3 separate regions of the Mus musculus genome follow, and all the other regions are linked to region 1. Evidence: chromatin contacts called from public Hi-C and HiChIP or PLAC-seq data. All regions are on one chromosome and are shown on one strand. Each heading gives the region's core, a stretch centred on a gene start, on an enhancer-like site or on the middle of the called end of the contact. The rest is flanking DNA. Distances are from core to core; before and after follow the strand shown. Region 1 holds the start of Arhgap28 (Rho GTPase activating protein 28). Region 2 has its middle 80 kb from the start of Gm36312. Region 3 overlaps Arhgap28 (Rho GTPase activating protein 28).

Region 1 (3,158 bases), core at 388-2,887:
GAAGGAGGGCTGCACACTCCCATCCCCCGCCTCAGAGGAGGGAGTAACTGAGGGTCCTCTGGAGTACAAGGCAATCGGCAACATTATAAACTTAGACCCAACTGGTTTATGGTAAAGAACTGACTATGATATCAGTCAGCTCTCCCACTCTCACACATTACCATTCTACAAGACCACATGCTGAGCTAATAAAAAACAAAATCTCCCTCCAATTTGCTTTCAGCTATCTGGCTGATGCCCACAGGGACAGCTGCTAGGGTTTAAGCTACACCCAAGCCACTTAAGAATGTAGAAAACTGGCCCCTGCCTTGCATCCAATCCCATCTATTTAGTCAAGATGGTACTTTCTTCTAAAAGAATTACACACTCAATACAAAGAAGAGTTTGTATCTTCAAGCTGAGTCAAAATGATGTGCGTGACTCCGACTGCCGGAGAAAACTGGTACATCTCTCACTGTCTGTTTTAAAATGAGATTTGACTCAACCTGCTCTCTCTGGAAGAAACAATAATTTCTTTGTTAGCGAAGACCAGTATAATTCCTAAGCCAGTGCGATTGGTTCATCTCATGGATACCGTCCAAAGCATATTATGTGACATAGTCACAAATCAATTAAATTGGGAAACAGCAGTAATTATAATCACATAAAGTTAAGAGTGTGAGGAAAAGCAAGTAATTGAAAATAACAGTGATGTAAGATGCCATTAGGAGATGATATCAAAACACGCATTAGCGTAGGCTTCAAAATAAATAAGTAAAAACGTCCACTGATATAGTCGTAGAGAATAGCAAAGGAACTTCCCCTAAACACGCCAGACAGCAAACCATCTCACATTTGGAATATTTTTGACCATCCGTCTTTGGCGGAACAGATGGGCATGCCAGAGCAATGTTCTCCAGATCCCTGGCTTACTAAATGCACATGGTCACCCAAAGAAATAAACAGGAATTGCGTTGGTTGCATACAATCGGCACCGGCACTCATCAAATAATGACATCACTGTATTTAAACAATTGAGGGTATTTACAGTAGAAGTGAAATTGTTATGTCAGTGAAGGTTTCCTTTTGAGAAAAACTTTAGCTTCAAATAGTTAATCTGAGTGTCTGCGAGAACTTTTTTTCTTTTCAACCGACTTGTGTTTGGGTTCTTGGTAATATTTTAAAATTTCTCCAGTACATGGTGAGAGTCTTCCACAGAAATGGTATGTTTATCTAACTCTTGATAAAGTTGCGTCAAGACTACAAGTACCCCGCTAGCCTCAGCCAGCCACACACAGACTTTTTGCCCAGGCTGTTTCTCATCTCCAATCAGGATCATACAAAGAGCAGTCTCAGTTATCAACTCCATAAAAACTTGCCTAAGCGCTGCCCCCTCCCCGCCCCGCCCGGCGCGCGCGCGCGCGGCCCGCGGTGCCGCTCCGTACCTGCTGAGCGGATGGCTGGCCCGGGACGCGCAGCGTGGCTCAGCGCCCTGCGGTTGCGAGCGCGCGTGCGAGTGGTAGGCGGTCAGCACCACGCCGCCCGAGTCCTCCACCTCCATCCTCAGCGGCGCATGTCCCCGCGCTAACCCAGAACAAAGACCGAGACCAACGTGGACTAGCTCCGGGAGCGGGTCAGCGGCCCCGAGCGTCCGGCGCCCCAAGGCTCTGCGACTAGGACGGCCCCGCCCGCCCAAGGGCCACGCCCACAGAGTACAGCGGCAGATTAGCATACAACGCGGGCCACGCCCACAAAACAAGGCGCACCGATTAGCATAACTAAGAGCCACGCCCACAGAGTACAACAGACAGATTAGCTTAATACACCGAGGGCACGCCCACAGAGTACACCGGGCCGATTAACAAACACTGAGGGCCACGCCCACGGATCCCTGCTTCTAGGAAACTGGAAACCTGCCTGGAGCTTGCGGCTCCAGCCAGCAGCTCTAGTAAAGTTTGTGTTTTTCTTCCTTTGTTTCTCCTTTCCTCTTCTCAACCTCCTCCTCGGCCCCTTCAGACGGGAGGCTTATCCCATGGCTAGGAACATTTCCTGCCTGGCAGTCAGAAGTGAGACAGAAACCATGCCTTAGGCAAGGGGAGAAAGGCTAGGTCTGGAATGGGTGCTCTGGGGAAGAAAGGGAGAAAAATGTGACACTCTCATTTAAATGTAACACTCTCATCTGAATCGGAAATTGAAGAGCTGAATGGCACTGACGTTTGCTAGTCTAAGTGACAGCGAATTCGATTTCCCTTCTGCCCAAGCCATTCCCTCTGCACGTGCAAGCCTGAGCTTCCTTCCCATACCCTCAAGACTGCAACGCCAGACTCTTACCTCATTCCTAACATCCCTTTCCTCCACTCAGTTGTGGTCCCTGACAGATACTGTTTCCAGACTGTCTGAAAAGTACTCCTTATTGCCACGGGCTCCATGAATGCTATTTTCAGGGGGCTTTTTAAGGGAGAAGATTATAAACACACATGCACACACACACACACACACACACACACACACACACACTGTATATAACATACCCAAAAGTGCAATATAGTCTTTCTCCTGATTGTGTTTCTGGTTGGAACTGCTTTCAAAATTCTCTCCCTGTGAAACCGCTTAGAGATCATCAATCAAAGCCCCCTCCCCCACCTCTTACTCCCCGGCCACTTTCCAGAAATGGCTCTTGCTTTGTTACAGGAATAATTTCATTCTGCTCTGTGATGAAGGTAGACTCTCCAGACCATGCCTTGTGTGTTTCTTTGCTCTGGTCTGGCATCCACTTGAGTGACTCCTAATAGGTCGTGGTCTTTTTTTTTTTTACCTCCCCCCTCCCCCAAAGGCCAGATGGAACCAGGAAACTTCTCAGAATGAAACACCAAGGAGTAGAAAGCCTGAGGGGAAAACCCACCACTAACTCATGATCAAATTACCATTTTCCAGCAAGTTGGTGCTTTCTACTCAACTGGAAGCTGCTGGAAGAACTGGTCTCTCTCTCTCTCTCTCTCTCTCTCTCTCTCTCTCTCTCTCTCTCTCTCTCTCTCATATCCCAGAGCCCCTCCTGTTTCACATAGCACACACTCCAGAGAGGAAGGTGTGCTGGATAGTGTTTATCAACTTGACACAAGCTGAGGTCATCTGCGGGGAAGGAGCCTCAATTAAGAAAATGCCTCCATAAGAATCAGGCT
Region 2 (3,158 bases), core at 494-2,993, 100 kb after region 1:
GCAAAGAGAACATATTTGGTTGGTTCTGTTCCTGGTGTTGCCTCACTTGCCCTATCTTATTGGGAGGTTCCTGGTGGGGTTTGTTAACTGACAGCTTCTGATTGGTTGAATTTAGTTTTTTTTTTTTTCTATTTATAAACCATAGCCTGTGTTGGTGACATTCTTATTGCTGTGACAAAATGTGTGGTTAGAAGCAACCTAAAGGAGAAAAGATTTCCTGTGGCTTGAGATTGAGGTAAGTCTGTCATAGCAGGGACAGTGTACCCGCCCGCAGCTGTGGCAGTCGAACCTTGACCTTAGCTCAGCGCATCAGGAAGCTGAGCAGGGGCTGCTGGTGATCCGACCAGGCAGCTTCTTTTTGTTTTCTTTTTATTTGTTCAAGGACTTCAGCCTGAGGGATGGCTCCTCAGATACGGTCGCTCACTCTTCCTTCCTCGGTTAAACTTTGTAGGAGACACCTTCTTATATGTGCCCAGGGCTGATTCCAAATTGAATCAAATTGAAGTGAAGATTGACCAGCACTTAACCTAAACTAAATTCCAACTAGGTTTGCAATTTTGCCAAGATTACAGGAGCTTCCCTGGTCTTCATGGCTTTGTGTGCTGAGAGGTTTTTTTTTTTGGGGGGGGGGAGGGGGGTCTATGATTTACTTTTCTTTGTCACAAGGGCACAAAGCTAGAGTGGGAACATGGGTTCTCCCAATGGGAAGGTTATGTGCCAACTTGACTGGATCATAAGATGTCCACATATATGATTCAATATTATTTCTGGGTGTCTCTGTATCTATGAATCTATAAGGATTTTTGTTTTAAGGTGGATGTTTAAACCAGGCAGAGTAAAGTCTGCAGCTAGCTTCCTTCCCAGTGTGAGTGGGTGCCACCTGACACACTGAGGCCAAGGTCAAACATAGTTGGGACAGGCAATGTTATCAGCCTTTAACACTGCAGGTTTTTTGATCTAGGCTACATCCCCCACCCACCTCCTGCCTTCTGACTATCAGGCCTTTGAACTTCTGGGTCTATGCTTCCCACTGGCTTATGGAAAATTGTGGGATATCACAGTCTCACTATGTGTTTGAGCCAATAACTTATAATAGATTTCTTATTGGTTTTGTTTCCCTGGAGAATCCTGGGTAATATACCTAGACTCCAGCTTAAAACTCTTGACTGCATCCCACTCTAAGAAATGCCTGAACCACTCAGTACCCCAGCCAGAGAACAGTTTTTCCACTGTTGCTGAAATCTCCATGAAACCCATAGAACTTGTATTCCGGTATTTATTTATGTTCTTCTCTGATTCTAAACAGTTCATGTTTGCCCTGACTGCAGTTGTATTTCATTGGTAGACAAAGAATGTCACTGGCCTACCACATGTATAAATGTAAGGGGGTAGAAGTTAAAAAAAACAGTTGTTAAATGTGATATGATACCACAAGATTCTCAAAATGTGTCAGGTGGGGTGACAACAGACAATCATGTATCCCAAGTCATAGCTAACAATGAAGACAAAGCCCTGTGGTGTCAGGATGTGCTGCCAGAGTTCTGGAGTACTGGGGGGAAGACTTTCAATTTCCCACAAATATGGCTTCCACTCTGTGTTTGGCTTTGCCACTGGGCCCTTGCTCAAATGTGACTTCCACTCTCAGTGGGTTTGGATTTAGTGCTGGGCCCTTGCACGTAGCTGTCCTTGTTACCTCGGGGATGCAGCAGGAACAAGCAATGTCTGGTTAAGCCCTCAGCTGTCAGGTGGCAGAACAGCTGTTGTGCAAAAGGCTGCCAGGAAGCGTCAGTGCCAGGTGGGAGCTGGGCAGCGGAGGACATGGGCCCCACAGGAATGCTGGGTATTTAAGTAGCCTTCTTTTTGTATATCTCATTCCTTCTCTCTCTCTCTCTCTCTCTCTCTCTCTCTCTCACACACACACACACACACACACACACACACACACACACACACACACACAGAGGAGGGGGTCGGGGTTGAGAACTGCTTGCTACTGGTGGTCTTGGTGACTCTGGGTATAGATTAGAGACATGGAGACACCTCGGTCAACTTGAGGCTGAGGGTAGGAATCTGCAGTAATTATATTCCTCTATTGGTGACCACCCCCCAGCAACACTGCTTCTTCTCACAGGTACAATAATTCTGGTTACAGCTTCACATTTTGAGTGACTTCCCTTTTCCCACACATCCCTCAGAATCAATTACTGAAACATCTTAAAAATATTTTTAAAAGCCTCAAAAGATCACACATATGGCTGGTCCCTGGTGATACTTAGGTAACAAAATCTTCATGAGAGAAAGCAACAGAGATTAGCAAAGAAGCAAATGCAGTTATCCTACATGACAATGGCCACTGTCTTCATGATGAGCAGTAAAAATGGAAAACCCCTTTGCTGAGCCTGAAGGGACGAACAGAGTTGAAATGATAAAAAAATATTTCTTTCCTGACACCAGGGGCTCAGAATTAGCTACAGGAAAACTCCAAATCCCTGGAGAAATGCTAGGAGGTACATTGTATGTCACCTGTTACATTGTGTCTTGCCTGTTACATTTTGGATATGAAATGTACACCCTTCACCTTTCAAGAAAACACGTGCTCTCAAGTGTTTGATTTCCAGCAGATGTGCCTCAACCACTGAGCAGTGATCAGGTCATAGGGTCTCTGACTTAATTAATGAATGGCTCTACTATCCATTCGTAATTTGATGGGACTTAGGGGAAGTAGAAGAGGTAAGGTCCCATGGGGGAAGGAGTGGGAATGTGTCTGTAAAAAGATGCACATTATCCCTGCTCCTTTCTCTGCTTCCTAGGGACCATAAAAAAATTTCCCATCCTGAGGTACAAGCCATGATGTTAAGCCTTACCACCACCCTCATACCACAGAGCAAATGAAAACCAGGGGCCAAAACAAACTGTTTCCTTCAAGTGTTTATAACAGTGATGTAGAAACTAACAATTTACAGAGACAAAGTTCGGAGCAGAGACTGTCCGAACCTGCCCCACCTGGGGATCCATCCCATTAACAACCACCAAACCCAGACACTATTGCAGATGCTAACAACTGCTTGATTACAGGAGCTTGATATAGCTGTTTTCTGAGAGGCTATGCCAGTGCCCGACTAATATAGAAGTGGATGCTCACAGTCATCCATTAGACA
Region 3 (3,158 bases), core at 455-2,954, 69 kb before region 1:
CAGGTGCTCAACAGAGCTCCTTCTCTGCAGAGGCTGGGTTCGGTATGTTCTTTTTGCCTTGGTTTGTGGTACCACTTACTGGGTCTGAGTCTTCTGAACTAGAAACCTGGAGTCACTGTCGTCTAATCGATTACCTTTGATTCTCCTAAAGGAAATGTTTACCAAGTCCATCCAAAGTATCCTTCATAGTCCATCGTGATTGCTAAGCTCTAAAACATATGCTTCGTCGTTTCCTGAACCACAATGTAGTAGTAAATAGGGTTACGATCTTGACGTCAAGTTTGATTTAACTCATTAATTTTACTTACCTATCTAGCATGGGGAAAATAGCTTTAAATAATTGTACACAAATTCATTAACAAGAAAGTTATTTACAAAACTGAGAAATAACGATTTTAGGGAAGAACTTGGCCTTTTTATTGTGCCTCCATTTAAAAATTACTCTGAAGTCACTAAACTTATGCTAAGAGAAGAATCATTATTACAAACAGAAATGCTTTTCCTAGTGTTAAGTTAATGTTGGGGACTGTGGAGTTGACTCGGTGGATAAAGCACTTGCCACGCAAGGGTAAAGACTGGACTTCACATTCCCAGAACCAAGTGACAGGTGAGCAGATGGCTGCCTATAATTCCAGCCTTGGAAGTTGTCTTACATAGGGTTTTACTGCTGTGAACAGATACCATGACCAAGGCAAGTCTTATAAGGACAGCATTTAATTGGGGCTGGCTTACAGGTTCAGAGATTTAGTCCATTATCATCAAGGCCAGAGCATGGCAACATCCAGGCAGGCATGGTGCAGGAGAAGCTGAGAGTTCTACATCTTCATCTAAAGGCTGCTAGCAGAATACTGGCTTCCAGGGACCTAGGAAGAAGGTCTTAAAGCCCACACCCACAGTGACACACCTACTCCAACAAGGCCACACCCACTCCAACAGGGCCTCTGAGCTGAGCATATACAAACCATCACGGAAGGTAAAGACAGAATCCCCAGAGGAAGCCGACTAATTAGACTAGTCACATCAATGGAATCTGAGTTTGAATGACAGACTCTGTCTCCAAGAATAAGGTGGGAAAAATCAGGATGATGGCTGACAACTTTAAGCCTCCACATGCGTGGGCACACAGGTGTATATGCACCCATACTCATCAAAACATACACACACACACACACACACACACACACACAAAAGAGAAAAAAAAAAGTAAACTAAAATTAAGACACTGCATGCAAATCAGGCTAGGCTCAAATTCTTTCTCTTCCTGTCCTGGATCTCGAGTCAGAACACCAGGCCTGAGCCTCCTTTCAGTCCTGTCTGTGGTTCCCACTCCACCCTCCGTTGCCAGTACCTGTTGCCTTCACTACCCACCATGCTGTCCTGAGACAAAACTCCAAAGTGTGGAGTTATTCGTGGAGGCACAGGCCAGCACCTTACAGCGCCCAGACTGAGGCAATCCAGGCACTGTGCAGGGAGAAGGGCTGAGGCCTCTCACAATCTGTGTCTCAGCCTTGTCAGGCTCCCTGCCCTGCACAGGCCCTTGCTAGCACACATACCCCTGACTTTTGTCTAAACTCTCATTTTTCACATTTTTTTTTTACAGGAATGTCCTGTCTCTTGTAACAGACCTGCCCTGGAGAACCTAATTCAAAGGTCACTCACTACCCTTGGGCAGTCTCTTCTGACCTAGTTAGTGTTGTGGAATTATTTTCACATGGCTCTCCTGGTCGAGGACAACACCCACAGGAAATCCACTAACTGCCTAAGCCTGTGTCTAGGGGATGCAGTGATGGCTCAGTGGTTAGAGCACTACCCGCTCTTCCAGAGAATCCAGGTTCCTTTTCCAGCACCCACATGGAGGCTGGGAACCGCCTGTAACTCCAGTTCAAAGATCTGACATCATCTGCTGCTGTCCCTAGACACCAGGACATACAAAGTGGACATTAACACATGAAGGTACTCATACATACACATGAAATAAAACCTTAAGAATAAAACCACTGTGGTCTTAGTTGTCTTTGTATCCTGAACTGTCACAAAAAGTTGCAAACTGTAGATCCTCAGAAATGCTGGGAGATGCACCATCATGTTTTCCCACTGAAAGCCACAAGAACCCTAACAAAGACATGAAATGCTAGAAATGTCACAAGAATGTTAGCAAAGTCACAAGAATGCTAGACAGCACCCAAACTTCATTTCTGCCCCAAAGCCAGAAAGAACTGAAGGCACCCCACCCCCAGCAGTTTCTGAGTGACAAAACTAAGAATGAACCAGAACTCCAGGACATAGCAGAGCTCCTCAAGCCAGCTCAGAAGGAATGAGAGTGACGCTGAGTGCCCTTGGGTGACTGTCATTAGAGATGATGGGCTTCACACTAAGAAACAAACGCCTACCTACTCAAAAGACAGAAGTCGTTCAGAATCGTGATGAGTTTTCTTAATTAGCAATTATGGCCTGAGAATGTGGTTCAGTGAGAGAGCTCTTGCAAGGCCTGAGTGAGATTTCTCAGCACTGAGAAAATACATTAGGACCTTGGTTAGAGATGGCTCAGTGGTTAAAGAGCACTCGCTACTCTTCCAGAGGTCCTGAGTTCAATTCCCAGCAACCACATGGTGGCTCACAACTATCTGTAATGAGATCTGATGCCCTCTTCTGGTGTGTCTGAAGGTAGCAGCAGAGTACTCATATAAATAAAATATGATACCAAGGGAAGCAGGAAGCCACCAGTTACACAGTCAAGTCACCAGCACACTGAATGTATATCAAAACTCTTAAAATTTTTTTATTTTGATATCTGCCTGACTCACATCCTAGATAAGCCATATAAGAATTCCAGAGGGTGGGTTCCCATGCCAAGCACTGTTGAGAGTGCTCCCTTCTGCCACTCTCAACCGTGAACGGTGTCCCATGTGTAGACCATGTGTGGACCCCAAAGAAAAAAATATCATTTTTCATTTTCATTAACAGTAGGACTGGGAAAGTAAAAAAGTGCAAGCGTAATAGAAAATAAACAAATAAATAAATGATAAGCCAAAGTCTCGTCTTCACCTGAGGGATGCCTTTTAGTTGACTTTGTTTCTATTCCCAAAGAGGAATTTCAATACATGTCAAATGTCTTCAGCTGAAAGAACAACAATTAGAACTCACGATCTTTGATGCTA

The links. A called contact is a pair of places that touch in the nucleus more often than the background predicts. HiChIP or PLAC-seq counts read pairs in DNA pulled down with a chosen protein or histone mark.
Region 2: a contact with region 1 is called in a Hi-C map of myocytes, with 4 times the contacts expected there. The contact joins the enhancer-like site here to the promoter of Arhgap28 in region 1. A contact is called at or near these places in 1 of 15 datasets of contacts at CTCF or cohesin (the NIH/3T3 cell line), 3 of 484 Hi-C or Micro-C datasets (the C2C12 cell line, granulocyte-monocyte progenitors and myocytes), 1 of 115 datasets of contacts at active chromatin or transcription factors (embryonic limb bud) and 1 of 9 other capture datasets (adipose tissue).
Region 3: a contact with region 1 is called in an H3K27ac HiChIP or PLAC-seq map of trophoblast stem cells, with 16 read pairs. The contact joins the enhancer-like site here to the promoter of Arhgap28 in region 1. A contact is called at or near these places in 1 of 15 datasets of contacts at CTCF or cohesin (the NIH/3T3 cell line), 15 of 484 Hi-C or Micro-C datasets (the 3T3-L1 cell line, the MC3T3-E1 cell line, MC3T3-E1-derived osteoblasts and 7 more), 8 of 115 datasets of contacts at active chromatin or transcription factors (cardiomyocytes, embryonic fibroblasts, embryonic limb bud and 3 more) and 1 of 9 other capture datasets (adipose tissue).

The regions. Positions count from the first base shown.
Region 1 is chr17:68,002,471-68,005,628 of GRCm38.p6, forward strand. Arhgap28 (Rho GTPase activating protein 28) reads right to left here and starts at 1,638. Exons shown (of 18, transcript NM_172964.4): 1 at 1,425-1,638. The coding sequence starts at 1,540.
Region 2 is chr17:68,106,283-68,109,440 of GRCm38.p6, forward strand. No RefSeq gene overlaps it. Among named protein-coding and RNA genes, the nearest start is that of Gm36312, 80 kb to the right of the region's middle. Within about 2 kb of position 1,744, at least 6 of the 459 cell types and tissues checked have an H3K27ac peak or open chromatin away from gene starts, as enhancers often do. A contact at or near this core is called in myocytes, where this site is marked.
Region 3 is chr17:67,933,532-67,936,689 of GRCm38.p6, forward strand. All of the region lies in intron 1 of Arhgap28 (Rho GTPase activating protein 28), which reads right to left. Among named protein-coding and RNA genes, the nearest start is that of Arhgap28, 69 kb to the right of the region's middle. Within about 2 kb of position 1,705, at least 8 of the 459 cell types and tissues checked have an H3K27ac peak or open chromatin away from gene starts, as enhancers often do. A contact at or near this core is called in trophoblast stem cells, where this site is marked.